Regions from separate parts of the Mus musculus genome. Here region 2 is linked to region 1. A link is a contact called in public Hi-C data. All regions are on one chromosome and are shown on one strand. The core of a region is the stretch at or near the end of the contact, and the rest is flanking DNA. Distances in the headings are between cores, read along the strand shown.

Evidence for each region. Hi-C and Micro-C count contacts between places; a contact is called where the count stands out from the background.
Region 2: a Hi-C map of Sertoli cells shows a contact between it and region 1, with 2.3 times the contacts expected there. The contact joins two enhancer-like sites. A contact is called at or near these places in 1 of 484 Hi-C or Micro-C datasets (Sertoli cells), 2 of 115 datasets of contacts at active chromatin or transcription factors (embryonic stem cells and microglia) and 3 of 9 other capture datasets (adipose tissue, liver and pancreatic islet).

The regions. Positions count from the first base shown.
Region 1 is chr13:49,080,010-49,086,314 of GRCm38.p6, reverse strand. Wnk2 (WNK lysine deficient protein kinase 2) reads left to right here. Exons shown (of 30, transcript NM_001290313.1): 8 at 774-1,065; 9 at 4,212-4,411. Among named protein-coding and RNA genes, the nearest start is that of Wnk2, 65 kb to the left of the region's middle. Within about 2 kb of position 2,139, at least 10 of the 459 cell types and tissues checked have an H3K27ac peak or open chromatin away from gene starts, as enhancers often do. A contact at or near this core is called in Sertoli cells, where this site is marked.
Region 2 is chr13:49,200,496-49,206,908 of GRCm38.p6, reverse strand. It overlaps Card19 (caspase recruitment domain family, member 19), which reads left to right. Exons shown (of 6, transcript NM_026738.2): 3 at 1,564-1,717; 4 at 2,921-2,980; 5 at 3,120-3,191; 6 at 3,674-3,958. The coding sequence ends at 3,789. Among named protein-coding and RNA genes, the nearest start is that of Card19, 12 kb to the left of the region's middle. Within about 2 kb of position 1,273, at least 123 of the 459 cell types and tissues checked have an H3K27ac peak or open chromatin away from gene starts, as enhancers often do. A contact at or near this core is called in Sertoli cells, where this site is marked.

The DNA.
Region 1 (6,305 bases), core at 890-3,389:
GTTCCATGCCAGCTAGGGACACACAGTGAAATCTGGCCTTTCAAAAAAAAAAAAAAAAAAAAAAACAACTCATTTTCTTTCTTTAAAAAAAAAAAGATTAATGTTTAGACTATGTGTATGGGGGCGGGGGGGGGGTGGGCTGGAGTGGGTAGTGATGATAATATCCATAGCTGTGCAGTGCCCAGGAGTCCAGAAGAGGGTGTCAGATCCCCTGGAGTTGGAATTACTGTGCTGGGGACAGAACTCTTGTCTTCTTAACCACTGAGCTGTTTCTCCAGCATCCCCACTCATTCTCCCTAGAACTGTGGTCTTCATGAAGGGAAGGGGCTTAATCCCAGCTTTTCATGAGTCCCAGTCAGCTCCTGCGATCCAACCATTGTAGGGGTCTCTGTGTCAGGAAGTGGCTTTGCCACAGACATTCCCAGCTTGCCCTGTTTTCCCTGGAGATCCTGACATGCTCTGCTGATAAAAGGAGTTTAGGATTTTTGTCAGGCCCACATGTTCCTCGTACCGCTTTCCAATGACCAAATGGACCTCCTCCTCCCTGGATGGTCGAGGTTTACAAGATCACTGAATACTTGTTGCGTGTGAGCTGCCATCCCACACACTGGAGCCTATAAACTTCAAAGAGTGTTGAAGATCCTGAGGTGTCTAAGGAGACCCAAGGACTGTGGTAGGGGTGGTCCTGAGCACTAGGGTGTGTATGATTGTGTAAGTGATGCATGCTGGATGGCTGATCCCCAACACACTTGACCACGTGTCTGCCTTTGCAGATCGATTCTGGATTTTTCCATGAGAGTGATGTGAAGATTGTGGCCAAGTCCATCCGTGACCGGGTGGCACTGATTCAGTGGCGGCGTGAGAGGATCTGGCCTGCACTGCAGTCTCAGGAGCCAAAGGACTCTGGCAGCCCTGACAAGGCCAGGGGTCTGCCAGCACCCCTGCAGGTCCAGGTGACCTACCACGCACAGAGTGGGCAGCCTGGGCAGCCAGAACCTGAGGAGCCTGAGGCCGACCAGCATCTCCTGCCCCCTACCTTGCCAGCTAGCGTTACCTCCTTAGCCTGTGAGTATATGGAGTGTAGGGTCACCACAGTCAGCTATGTCCTTTCTCCCATCCCTACCAGCATAACCAGTTTTAGGGCAAAGCAAAACAAAGTCCTCAACTTTTATTATGATACTCTGTGAAAATGGCAGATACCCAGTGAGCTCCTGCCTGTCCTCAAGTGGCTGGGTTGTTGCTTCCAGCAGTAAGTGGTCCCCTGGAGCTTTGGTGAAGCTTTGGTCTCCCATTCCAGGCTCACTTCCTGCTAGCCGCCTTGTGCCAGGGCACATGGTGATCTCTTAAGAGAGCATGTCCTGGGGTTATAAGGCTAACAGATGTCCCCCAGGTGCTAGGACACGTGGGTCCCGATTCCTTGGCCAGTCCAGGCTTGTTCCTACTGCCTGCCCTGCAGGGTATGGGCGATTGTTTCAGAAAAAGGATTGGGCTTTCCCTACATCCCCCAGTGACTTTGTGAGCAGAGGGCCAAGGATTGCTGAGTCTGACTTCCCAGGTCAGATGTCCTTGACCTAGTAGGGTCTGAAGGAACCACTTCCACCTGCGAATCTGTGGACTGGCAGTTGGTTCTTTATTCTCTCTTAGAGGAACAGTCCTGGCCTCATGGAGGGATAGATACAAAGGCCAAGGGAAGTACCATTACCAGTCTCTGGGTGAGGGGGATGACTGCAGCGGACCACATGGTGGCTGGTTGGCTTGGAGTGTTTACCACCGAGATCATTCACCTCCGCTCTAGCTCTCAGGAGAAACCCCTGAGAGCATTTGTCCACTTTCAAGGGGTTGTCTCTCCAGAGGTGCATTGGATACAGGCTTCCTCAGAGACCATCCTGAGAGGATCCAGTAAGTCTCAGGACAGGCAGCCAGTGTCCTTTTTGCCTCCTGTGTCTGAAACCTCAGCAGTGAGCTGAGGCAGGAGACATAGCTTTGCCCACTCTGTGAACCAGCCTGGAACAGAGCAGCAGAGCTCAGTGACCTGCCCAGACCAACATTTGAGGCTATCCATGTGGAAAGGCTGAGGCCCTGTGTATTTAATATTCAGCCCCCTTTGCTGGGGACTCAAATAGCGTCCAAGAGTGCAAATGAGCGGTCCTCACTTTGAAGTCCTTTGCCCACTGTTTATTTCACCCCACGCTGAGCTCCGCACACTGTGCTTCAGAGAGATCCAGCTTGGGACCTAGAAACAATGTCCCGATTGTGGTCAGATGCTGAAGGTCACGGTGACCCAATATGAAAAAAATCCCATAGAGTTGGAGAGTAGGCGATAACTTCACACCAAGCGTAGGAATTCTCTCCCCTTCCTATGTGGCTCGGGACACCAAGGGGTGAGGCACTGAGGCCATGGCTTTTGAAAGGCACAACTCCAGCCCTCTGTGTGGCTTTTCAAAGGATTCTGTTCACTTTCTGTATTTTATTTAAAATAGATGGTATAGTCATATTTTTCAGAATTTTAAACCCCTAAGGTGTCCAGGAAAGTCACTTGTCCTCCCAGAGGCAACAGCTACCACCTAGTCTTTTAACCGTACTTCCAGAGATGGTCTACATGACACACACATACACACACACACACAGGCAGACACATAGCATTATATGTACAGATGCACACCCAGTGTAATCCATGGATGCAAAGACATACACATATATCATATATCATACTTACCTCTGTACTCACATGGACATATGTATACACACACTCGCACATGTGTGCACCTCCACACATGGGACTATATATGTGGACATGTATGCATGAATATACTCACCAGCTGGCGGTGGTGCCTACTTTTAATCCCAGCACTTGGGAGGCAGAGGCAGTCAGATCTCTGAGTTCGAGGACAGCCTGGTCTACAAAGTGAGTTCCAAGACAGCCAGGGCTACACAGAGAAACCCTATCTGTAAAAACCAAATACATGTATGCATATGTGTATGTGTGTGTATGCATACATGCATGTATGTTTGTATGTATGTATATGCGTGCACACATATATGCCTGCATACGTGATGTGATATACATGAGAACACATAATTGCATACCCTCATTCCCCTTTCTTCAGCAATGGACAGCACCCTCAAATGCCCTTCTGCCCACTGCTCTGGGCTTTTTGTCTTCATTTTCTTCCCTGACTGTGAGAGTTCTACAGTGACTGACGATTCTCTGCCTCACCACTGGTAAGGACTCCAGATAACACATTGCCTGCACAGGATCACGGAGCACACACTTGTGTTGAACGATACCCCACCACATCGACTCTCACAACTCTTCCCTAGCAGTCCAGACCAACCTGAGCAGGTGGCCTCTGCTGTGCCACGTGTTGAGGACCACGCAACACAACTCATGGGAGCGGGGTTGGTTAACCAAGTGAAATTGTAATTATGCATGTAATCTATACAAGTCACTTGCAGTATTTAAAGTGTCACACACATGGTTGGAGCTGTGCCTCTTGAATCTTGTTAGGGTGAGGGCCACCTTCTTCTTCCCCACCTCCCTCTCTCCTGTGTTGTCTCCCTCTCCCCTCCCTTCCTGTCCGTCTAGGTAGAAGTGGTCGCTCTAATGAGCAGTTGGCTCGTGTAAAGCCAGAGCCGCTTGTGTAATTGGTTTTGCCCAATTAAGCCTCGGCGTTCCTTGTCTTCTTAGGTTAAGATCACTCTTTGGAAAGATTGTGAGGGCAGAACCAGCAGGGCTCCCCCCTCACTTGGTTTGAATCATCAGTGGGCAGAGCCCTCACTCTGAAACAGCCCCCTGTGAAAATTGCTTGGTGTTTTGGTGGCTTTTGGGATCCTTAAGCATAACCTCAAAGCGCTGTTTCAGATGGGTTTCCGGTTTTCATTCATCACTGGCTGACCATGCGGGCAGGCTGCCTTGCCAAGTACCAGAGCAGGGCAGCCTCAACACCTGCATACCAGAGTGGGCAGGAATGACAGGGCTCGCTTCTGGTGAGCTAGCAAACTTTGCCTACCCTGGCATCAGAGCCTATTGGGATCACAGGCGTGGCTCTCCATGCTGCCGTGTAGTAGGCAACAGTTTAAACAGCATTCCTGAATACAACCCTGACGGTCTTACAGAAGGAGTTTAGGAACAAGCCACTATACCTGCCTGTCGTGCCAGGGACATGGCATTTGGAGGTGTCCATGCTAAGCCATACCTTTGTCCTCCACAGCGGACAGCACCTTTGACAGTGGCCAGGGCTCTACCGTGTACTCGGACTCCCAGAGCAGCCAGCAGAGCATGGTGCTCAGCTCGCTTGTGGACACGGCCCCAACCCCAGCCTCGTGCGTGTGCAGCCCCCCTGTGAGTGAGGGGCCTGGCCTGACCCACAGCCTGCCTACGCTAGGGGCCTTCCAGCAGCCGGCCACTGTGGTAAGTTGAGAGCCACCCTGTTCTTTCCTCTTGGCCTCTTGTCTAGGCTGTGCTAAGGATGGTCAGGGTTAGAATGGCCTATTGTCAGTTCCCAGCCGCATCTCCTTGGGGGTACTTGAGCATGTAGTCCATGGAGGGCCATCTTTCTGGGAGCTATAGAACTGTAGGCTGAGGAGCCTTAGATCTAAAGAACTCCTGGATAAAGAGAATGGGGTGTCTGGGAACAGACCTTAGGGGATTGTTTAGGGAACTGTGATAGAACCAACGTGCCTTATGCTAGGTTGTCACCAATGCCACTCAGGTACGTGATGCTGGTACATTGGGATCCTTTCCAGCCTATCCCAGGGATGACAGGAGTGTATCCGTTATGATGATGGAATTTGAAGCTTTTTATTTTATTTTTATTATTACTACTAATTATTATTTATTTATTTATTTATTTATATTTTTTGGCTTTTTTAAGACAAGGTTTCCCTGTGTGGCCCTGGCTGACCTGGAACTCACTCTGTAGACCAGATCGGCCTTTCTCTGCCTCCCAAGTGCTGGGATTAAGGGTGTGTACCCCCACCAGCTGGAGCTTCGGGTTTTTACCACTGACCGACCTGCTAGGGAGTATCTAAGACTCCCTGCTATGTTTCCCTCCTGGAAGCAGCTGTTACAAGTCAAGGGGGTGAAAATGGGGTTGGAGCAGGAGGCATCTTCAGTATTTGTAGAAGGCGAGAGAGGCTGTGAGGATTCCTGATAGGCAGTGCAAGATCTGAGAAGTCGATGATGAGGGAGGAGTCAGGCAGGACCTTTATTTTATTTTGTGTTTGTGTGATGTGGTATGTGCAGGTGCAAACACCCTTGTGTGTACATATGGAGACTAGAGACCCGCATCAGGAGTCTGTACCTTACTTTTTCTCTCACTGAACTTGGAGCTCCCTGGCTGGCCAACAGGCCTCTGGGATCCTCCCTGTCCCTTGCCTCCTGTCACTGAGAGTACAGGTGTGCTCTGGATGCAAACTAGAGCCTTTATGCTTGCATGGCAAGCCCTGTGATTTTTGCCTTTTCTCTACACATTGAGGAAAATGCTTGTTTCACGTTTCTTAGTGCTCCGCCTGAGAATTTGCCTATGACCTGGGTGGTGCAGCTGAGTCCTGAGAGGGCAATTAAGGCCCGTGGATGAGCTCCATCCCCACCCCGTCACTCGAGAGCTGTCCCCCACCATGTTGGTACCCACTGTTGTCACAGTCTTGGACTGCTGTGGTGGCTTCTTGGCCCTAGCTGAACTCTGCTGTGTGGCGTTTGTCCTCGATCACACAGGTTCTCTTCCCCGTGTCCACACAGAGTGGAACAGTTCCAAAGGCCCAGCAAACCTCTGGGAAAAGCAATCAACACTGGATTGTGTCTGCCTCTGCTTCCCTGAGCCCCAGGATTCTCTGTGATGCGCACATTGGCAATTTTATTCAATTTACAAAATGAAATGAGGTTTGGTTTTAAATGGCCAGAAGACCTCATATAAGAGGACCTGCTGCCCCAGAGGCTTGCTTGTTCTTACAAGCTGGGGCTGAGCCAAAATGTCCTGCCTGCCTCTCTCATGCCTTCCAATCATGGTTAGGGCTGTAATGTACTAACTGCTGGTCCTCACCAGGCCCCTTCTGTCCTATGCGTCTTCAGTGTCACCCTCCACATGTCAATCAGGAAACTGGGCAGAGACCACAGCTGTAGACTCAGGGCCAGAGCGTTTCATCCTCTTTCCCTGCCTCCTGATGTAAAGATAACTTAGACAGAAAGCATGGCTGTGCTGTGGACAGTACATCCTGGCCTCTTGGTATTTTCTGAAGCAGGCTGCTGTGGTGATGTACCTCTGGGATTCAGAGGAGGGGGAGGACTAAATGGAAGACCACCAGAA
Region 2 (6,413 bases), core at 24-2,523, 120 kb before region 1:
GAGGACTTGAGTTTGCATCCCTGAACCTGTAACCCTAGCAGACAGAGACAGGCAGAGCCCCGGGGTTTGCTAGACAAACAGTTTAGCCAAAATGGTGAACTCCGGGTTCAGTGAGAGACTCTAACTTAAAAAAGTAAGGTATAGAGCCATTGAAGAAAGCATCCTTACACAACCTTTGGCCTCTGCATGTACCCACACAGGCATGCACCCATTACCCTCTCCCCAACACACGCACACTCCTTCTTCCTTGTGTTTGTAAGGCCAAGAGGTCCAGCCTATATTAGGTGGGCAGTGGAGGCTGACCCCACCCACAGCCAAGCTTGAGGGTGGCTGGTCCCACTGAGAGCTTCAGGACCTTATCTGTGACACAAGCATGCTATTCCACTTGGCTCAGAGACTGGGGTCTGGCCTGGCCCACCTGAACCAGGTGAACACATTCGTTCTGGACCATTCCCAGTTCTCACCTACAGCCCTACAAATAGCTGAAGTCATCACCCCATTTTACAGAGGGGGCAACCAAGGCCTCAGGTGTCACAGCTACAGACACCAAAATGGTTCTGCCAGAGATGGCATTTCAGATGCAGTCCCTGGGCTTTGTGTCACCAGGCTAATCCTACTTTGGCTCTCCAGGCCCCAAAAGGGGACCCTGAGAAGCCCTAGGTTTGGGGACAAGGGATGAAATTTGGGCCTGACCCCCACACAAGTTTCAGTACATACCCCTGGCATCTTACCAAGACTGGAGGAACTGAATAGGACAGTGAATGCCAGAGACCCACTAGCCCTTTGGGGGCTATCCCTTCTCGTAAACACCAGTGATTCCCTTTCTGGGAGGTTGTCTCAAACCAGGCAGAGTTGGGCTGGACAACTCAGACACTTACAGTGTGAGCCACCCAGTGGTTTTAAAAAGTGACAGGCTCAAATTCATCTCATTGTGGCACATAAGCGGCAGAGGTTCCTACGCAAAAGTGGGGAAGTCCCTTCTTACAGGCCAGGCAGGCTTCTGTTATCGGTGGTCAGTTTTCAGCTGTCACCACCAGGGGGCAGCACCAGACCACAGCCTCCTGGTTCTGGGCTTGGTGCCAAGTGGTCTGCCCACTGACCTTCACAACCACATCAGAAGAAAGTGTTCTTGTCTCAGTTGGCCTTTGAAATACTAGACTCACGTCCCTACAATCTGAGAAATAATAGCAACTGTCACGTACGCCGTCATCCGTGCTCTGTAACAACCCCACCACGTGGGATTGTTTCCCCTTTACAAGAACTGACTCACAGAGGGTTGCAGTGATTCACTAAGGCCGCATGGGGAGAAACCACATTGAGTCTCATTACTTAGGGTGATGTCCCCCACACCCTGCTTTCTCCATGACCTCTCCCAGCCCGTTGCCCTGGAGACACAGTATTAGCCAAGACTTAGCCTGCAACTGACTGCTGCAGTGTTGGGCATATATCAATGGGTGGTATGAGGGGTTGGGAGGGTTCTGAGGTCTGTGGCTCTGAAGCTGGGGTCCCGAGCGCTCTGCCTCACAGCTGTCCCCGCCAGCCTACCCTTTCTTCTGCCCCCAGTTCCGGAACCCCAAGGCATCCCTGCGCGTACGGCTCTGTGACCTCCTGAGCCATCTACAGCAGCGTGGGGAACGGCACTGTCAGGAATTTTACCGAGCTCTGTACATCCATGCCCAGCCCCTGCACAGCCACCTGCCCAGCCGCTACTCTCCTCGTAAGTCCTGCCCCTTATCCCTACCTACAGCGTTCCACACTTACCAAGGACCGCACCAGGTCAACTGTTGGCAGCGTGGAGGTCCTCAGTGCCTCAGATGCCCAGGCTGGGCATCTCTTCCCTTCTCTGTCCCCTCTTGGAGATCGCCCAGGGAGAATAGCACAGGCTGGCATATTGGCCTGCCTCTCCCTCTGTCCTCCTCCCTCTCTGACGCTCTCCTCCCCATGCCAGCTTTCACATAGAAGCCACCGTCCCATGTATTCAGTCTGTCTCCCGTTGTGTGCTGTGGCTGTGTCTTCATTTCGAAGTTCATAGCAACTTCATTCTTACATCCCCGTGCTCCTTGGCCATCTCAGCGAAGTGTGACCAAGCCCACAGCAGACCCCAAGTCCATCTGCCTTTTGTATCCTCCAGTCTGTCCATGTGGGGATTTTGTAGAGCATCTTTGGGTATAGATGTGGATGGTAGGCAGGTAAGAGAGATTATGATCTCTGAGCCCTAGGTGATATGTAGGTCCCAAAGGTTTGGGGGGGTCACTGGAGCTGCTGGGAACCTGGATTTCAGCAGGGCTGGTGTGGTGGCTCAATTCAAGGTTCTCTGCTTGGGAAACTGGGAAGAGGTGCTACTGTACCAGACAAAAAGATGAGGTGACTCTGCCCATGAGCTCGGCTGGGACTCTAGGCTGGGGTCTCTGACCCCAAGGAACCTTCCGCAGACCTCACAGGACACTGAAGGACAGAGTGAATAGGCTCCCTCTCCCCTCCACTGAAAGCATGTCACTGGGTTCTTTAGAACCCTGCTGGGGCCAAGCCACATCCCTACTGGAACCTTTTAGGGTTCCTAGGTGCCCTGGAGCCTGTGTGGCACATCATATGCCTGCTAACCCCATGGGGACATCTAGGGAAGAGTTCTTGATAGTGGATATTTGTCCTGCCTTTGATGACTTATGGCAAACAAGACACACTGGCCTACTCCACACCTGTGATGTCATAGAAACTGGACCAAAGGAAATCCAAATCTATGCAGTGTCCTCTGTAGAGCTGACCTCACTCTACCATCTACTGGTCCTGCCCACGGCACCCAGTGCAGTGGCCACGAGTGAGCCCAGCACCTTCAGGAGTCAGAGAGCCTTGGGTTTCCCTGGGAACAACCCAACTCTCAGCTCAACCCTCTACTAACCACGCTCTGTAATTTTGTTTCCAGAAAACTCAGATTGCAGAGAGCTGGACTGGGGCATCGAGAGCCGTGAGCTGAGTGACAGGGGTAACGCCCCCCGCCACCTCCTTTCTTTTTCCCTTTTCCCTCAGGGCTCTGTCTGTGTCCCAAGGGCTTTCTATTAGGGGACAAGCCCCCTGTAGTGCTCACCCACTGGTCCAGGCCACTCATACTCCTTTCTCCCCAGGACCCATGAGCTTCCTGGCAGGCCTGGGCCTGGCAGCGGGCCTGGCCCTCCTCCTCTACTGCTGCCCTCCAGGTGAGTGCAAGCCCCTAAGCAAATGATGGGGACCAGAGAGTGACAGCTTATCAGCATAGTGCACAGCCAGCAGAGTTGAGAGTCAGCCCTGCCTTGTTTGCCATCTTGGGGTTATCTCTCCTGATGAGACTTGATCTCCCGACCTGTGGTATCATAGCCCTTACAAGCCCAACTCCACTGAAGCCTGAAGCTTGCAGCCAGCCTTGCCACCTCTAACTCCCCTCTTCTATGATGGCTGAGTTTGCCATCTGGGAAGGCCTTTGGGGATAGGACGGTGTGGGCTTATATACTGAAGGCCTGAGGATCACCCAGGGCTTATGGGCTCTGAGGTCAGAGCTCCCCCACCCCCTACCTGCTTCAATCCAAGGTCACAGCCCCCCACCCCACCCCACCACCCCCACCCACTTCAGTCCAGAGGCATCCAGGACAAAGCCCCCTTCATGGCTGCCCCATGGATTGCCACTCCTCCCCTTGTCTTCCAGACCCCAAAGTGCTGCCCGGAACCCGGCGCGTCCTTGCCTTCTCACCTGTCATCATTGACCGGCATGTCAGCCGCTACCTGCTGGCTTTCCTGGCAGATGACCTCGGAGGACTCTGATGAACCCAGATCCCGGGCCTTACCTGCTGCTTAACCAAAGAGTCCCCTGGCTGCCCATCGTGGGGCCTGTATTTCTTTTTCTAAATACTTATTTTTCATTATTTATAATTTCTACGAGAACACATCACCTTCACTCTGTAAGGTGCTTAATATTAAATGTTCCAGCTGCACCTGCCTGTCGAATGTCTTCTCCTTGGGGTGTCTGTCTGTCAGTCTGCCTGGGTCCCTGCCCTCTACCTGGTAGTCACTGTCCCGTCACCAAGTCTCAGCTCCTCCATACTGTGTTGGGCCACCACGCTCTGGAAAGTAAAGTCCTAGTGGAGTGAGCCCTTGAACCCAGATCCTAGCTAGTATCAAGTGTGGAAATGGGATCAGGGCTGTCAAAGATGGGCTGGGCGTGGCTGGGAACCCGGCCTCAGCCATGTGCAGCATGGTGAGAAACGCAGTCCTTGTCATTGACCCACAAGGGCCACCCTGCCCAGGTGGGAGGGCATCTAGACAGAACAAGCAGTTCATAGACCCGTCTAGACCCTTTAGAGATGGAAAAAAGTCATGGTACCTTTGAGGTTCTCTGCCCTAGTTCTTCACACTCCTTTCTGGGACCTCATCCCGAGTCCTAGATTCAGGGTCTCTGTCTAGTTCCCTTGACTGAGGAGTTATATCCATCCTGTGTAGGATCTGTGCTGGGAAGATGATCGAAGCTGACAGCTGGGTGCTCTGCCTTTGGCTCCCATCGCTGACTTCTCCTCTCCAGGGTCCCCCTGCCTTACGCTGTATGCATTACACTGACCAGAGCTAAGATGGGGAGGACCCTCTAGCCCTCCACTGCTACTCCATGCCTTGGATCCCATAACTACCCTCATCTTATAGATGAGAAAATGGGTCAGAGCCAAGGCCAACATGAAGGTATCCCATGATCCCTTGGTGCACAACACAATGAGCTGTTCTCAACACATTAGGGCACACACACCTTTATCCACATAACCACTAAGATTCCTTCCCTGAGGGGGGTGTAAGCAACATCAGTTCCTTCTCCTGAGCTTCCCCCAAACAGGGTTCTACATTGGAGTTCACTTTGGAGAGCTAATGAGTTGGTCGGACTGATTTATAGGGGAAAGGGTGAGGAGTTGTGGGCAGGAGCATGGGGTGGGGGTGGAGGTATTAAATCAGCCACTCTGTGGGGAGGAGGAAGGATTGTAGGAACCAGAGGGGTCAAGGATACAACAAGAAAACCTACAAAATCAACTAACCTGGGCCCATAAGGGCTCACAGAGACCAACCAGATAGCATGCATGGGACTGCTGACCTAGGCCCTCTGCACATATGTAACAGCTATGTAGCTTGGTCTTCAGGTGGTGGGACTCCTCACAGCAGGAACAGGGGCCGTCTCTGACTCTGTCGCCTGCCTTTGGAGCCCTTTCCCCCTACTGGGCAGCCTCATCTAGCCTCGATAGGAGAGGATGCACCTAGACTTACTGGAACTTTATATTCAAGGTTGCCTGATATCCATGAGAGACCTGCCCTTTTTCTGGAGAGAAAGGGAGTGGATGGGGGCAAAAGGGGGAAAGACTGGGAGGAGAGGAGGAAGGGGGAACCGGTCAGGATATAAAGTAAATATATTAAAATTTTTTTAAAAAATTAAAAAAGAATTTATTCTTCACTTAAAAAAAATCAGGCACACTGGAAGAAGGTCTGTACCCAGCATGGATGACCCCACCCACCCACTCCCTGTGGACACTTAGATAGTACCTCCTTCTAGAACTTTTCCATCTATGCACTCAAGCCCCTCTCCTAGATCCTGTGACCATCTGCAATTAGGCAGAATTGCACATATTTGGTTGGGAAGGGTGGCTGTTTACTCAAGGGAGGGCACAGTGACCCCTCCCACCCCTTCCTTTGTTGAGGAAAGTCAGTCAACAAGCCCAGCTGTGCGATCTTTTGGAGCAGACCCAGCCAAATTACCGAAGATGGTCAGTTTGGCTTAGAAAGTCATCCTGTAGGGCAGCACACATACAAACATCCACATGTGTGCACAGTACTTTGGATGTACGTCCATGCTCATGCTGTGTCATGTACATGTTCACTCACGTGTATGCCACATGTGCGGGTACACAGGTCCATTTGCACACACATTCACACGTACAAGACACCAGACACAGGATATGCGTCAGGACACCTGATGGGCTTGGGTCAGGGTGTCTGTTAGGCTCTGGCCAGGGTGCCTGGGGAGTTTGTTCTTGAGTGTCTCCCCCACCAGTTCCTCCACATCAGCCTTTTTTTGAGGAAACGTAACATCGTGAACTTGCGAAGTCATCATGAGTCTGTTTTCACCAAGTTTCCGGAGTCAACGCGTGCTTGAGCTTGGAAAGTACCAGGGCAGGCTCAAACTGAGATGACCCAAACGTGAGAGGAGTTGGGCACGGTATTGGGCCCCCAGGGAGGGATTCCATTCAAGTCGTGGGCTCACAGAACACGTGAGAGCAGCAAACATAAGGAGAGGGTTCTGGTTACCAACCTACCTATTGGCTGACCTAGACCCTTAGGCTGGGGCTCTGAACGTATATAGTGTGCATGCTCCATTCTGCGCCATTGGTGAACTGCAGGCAAAGGTGAAAGAAGGCTGC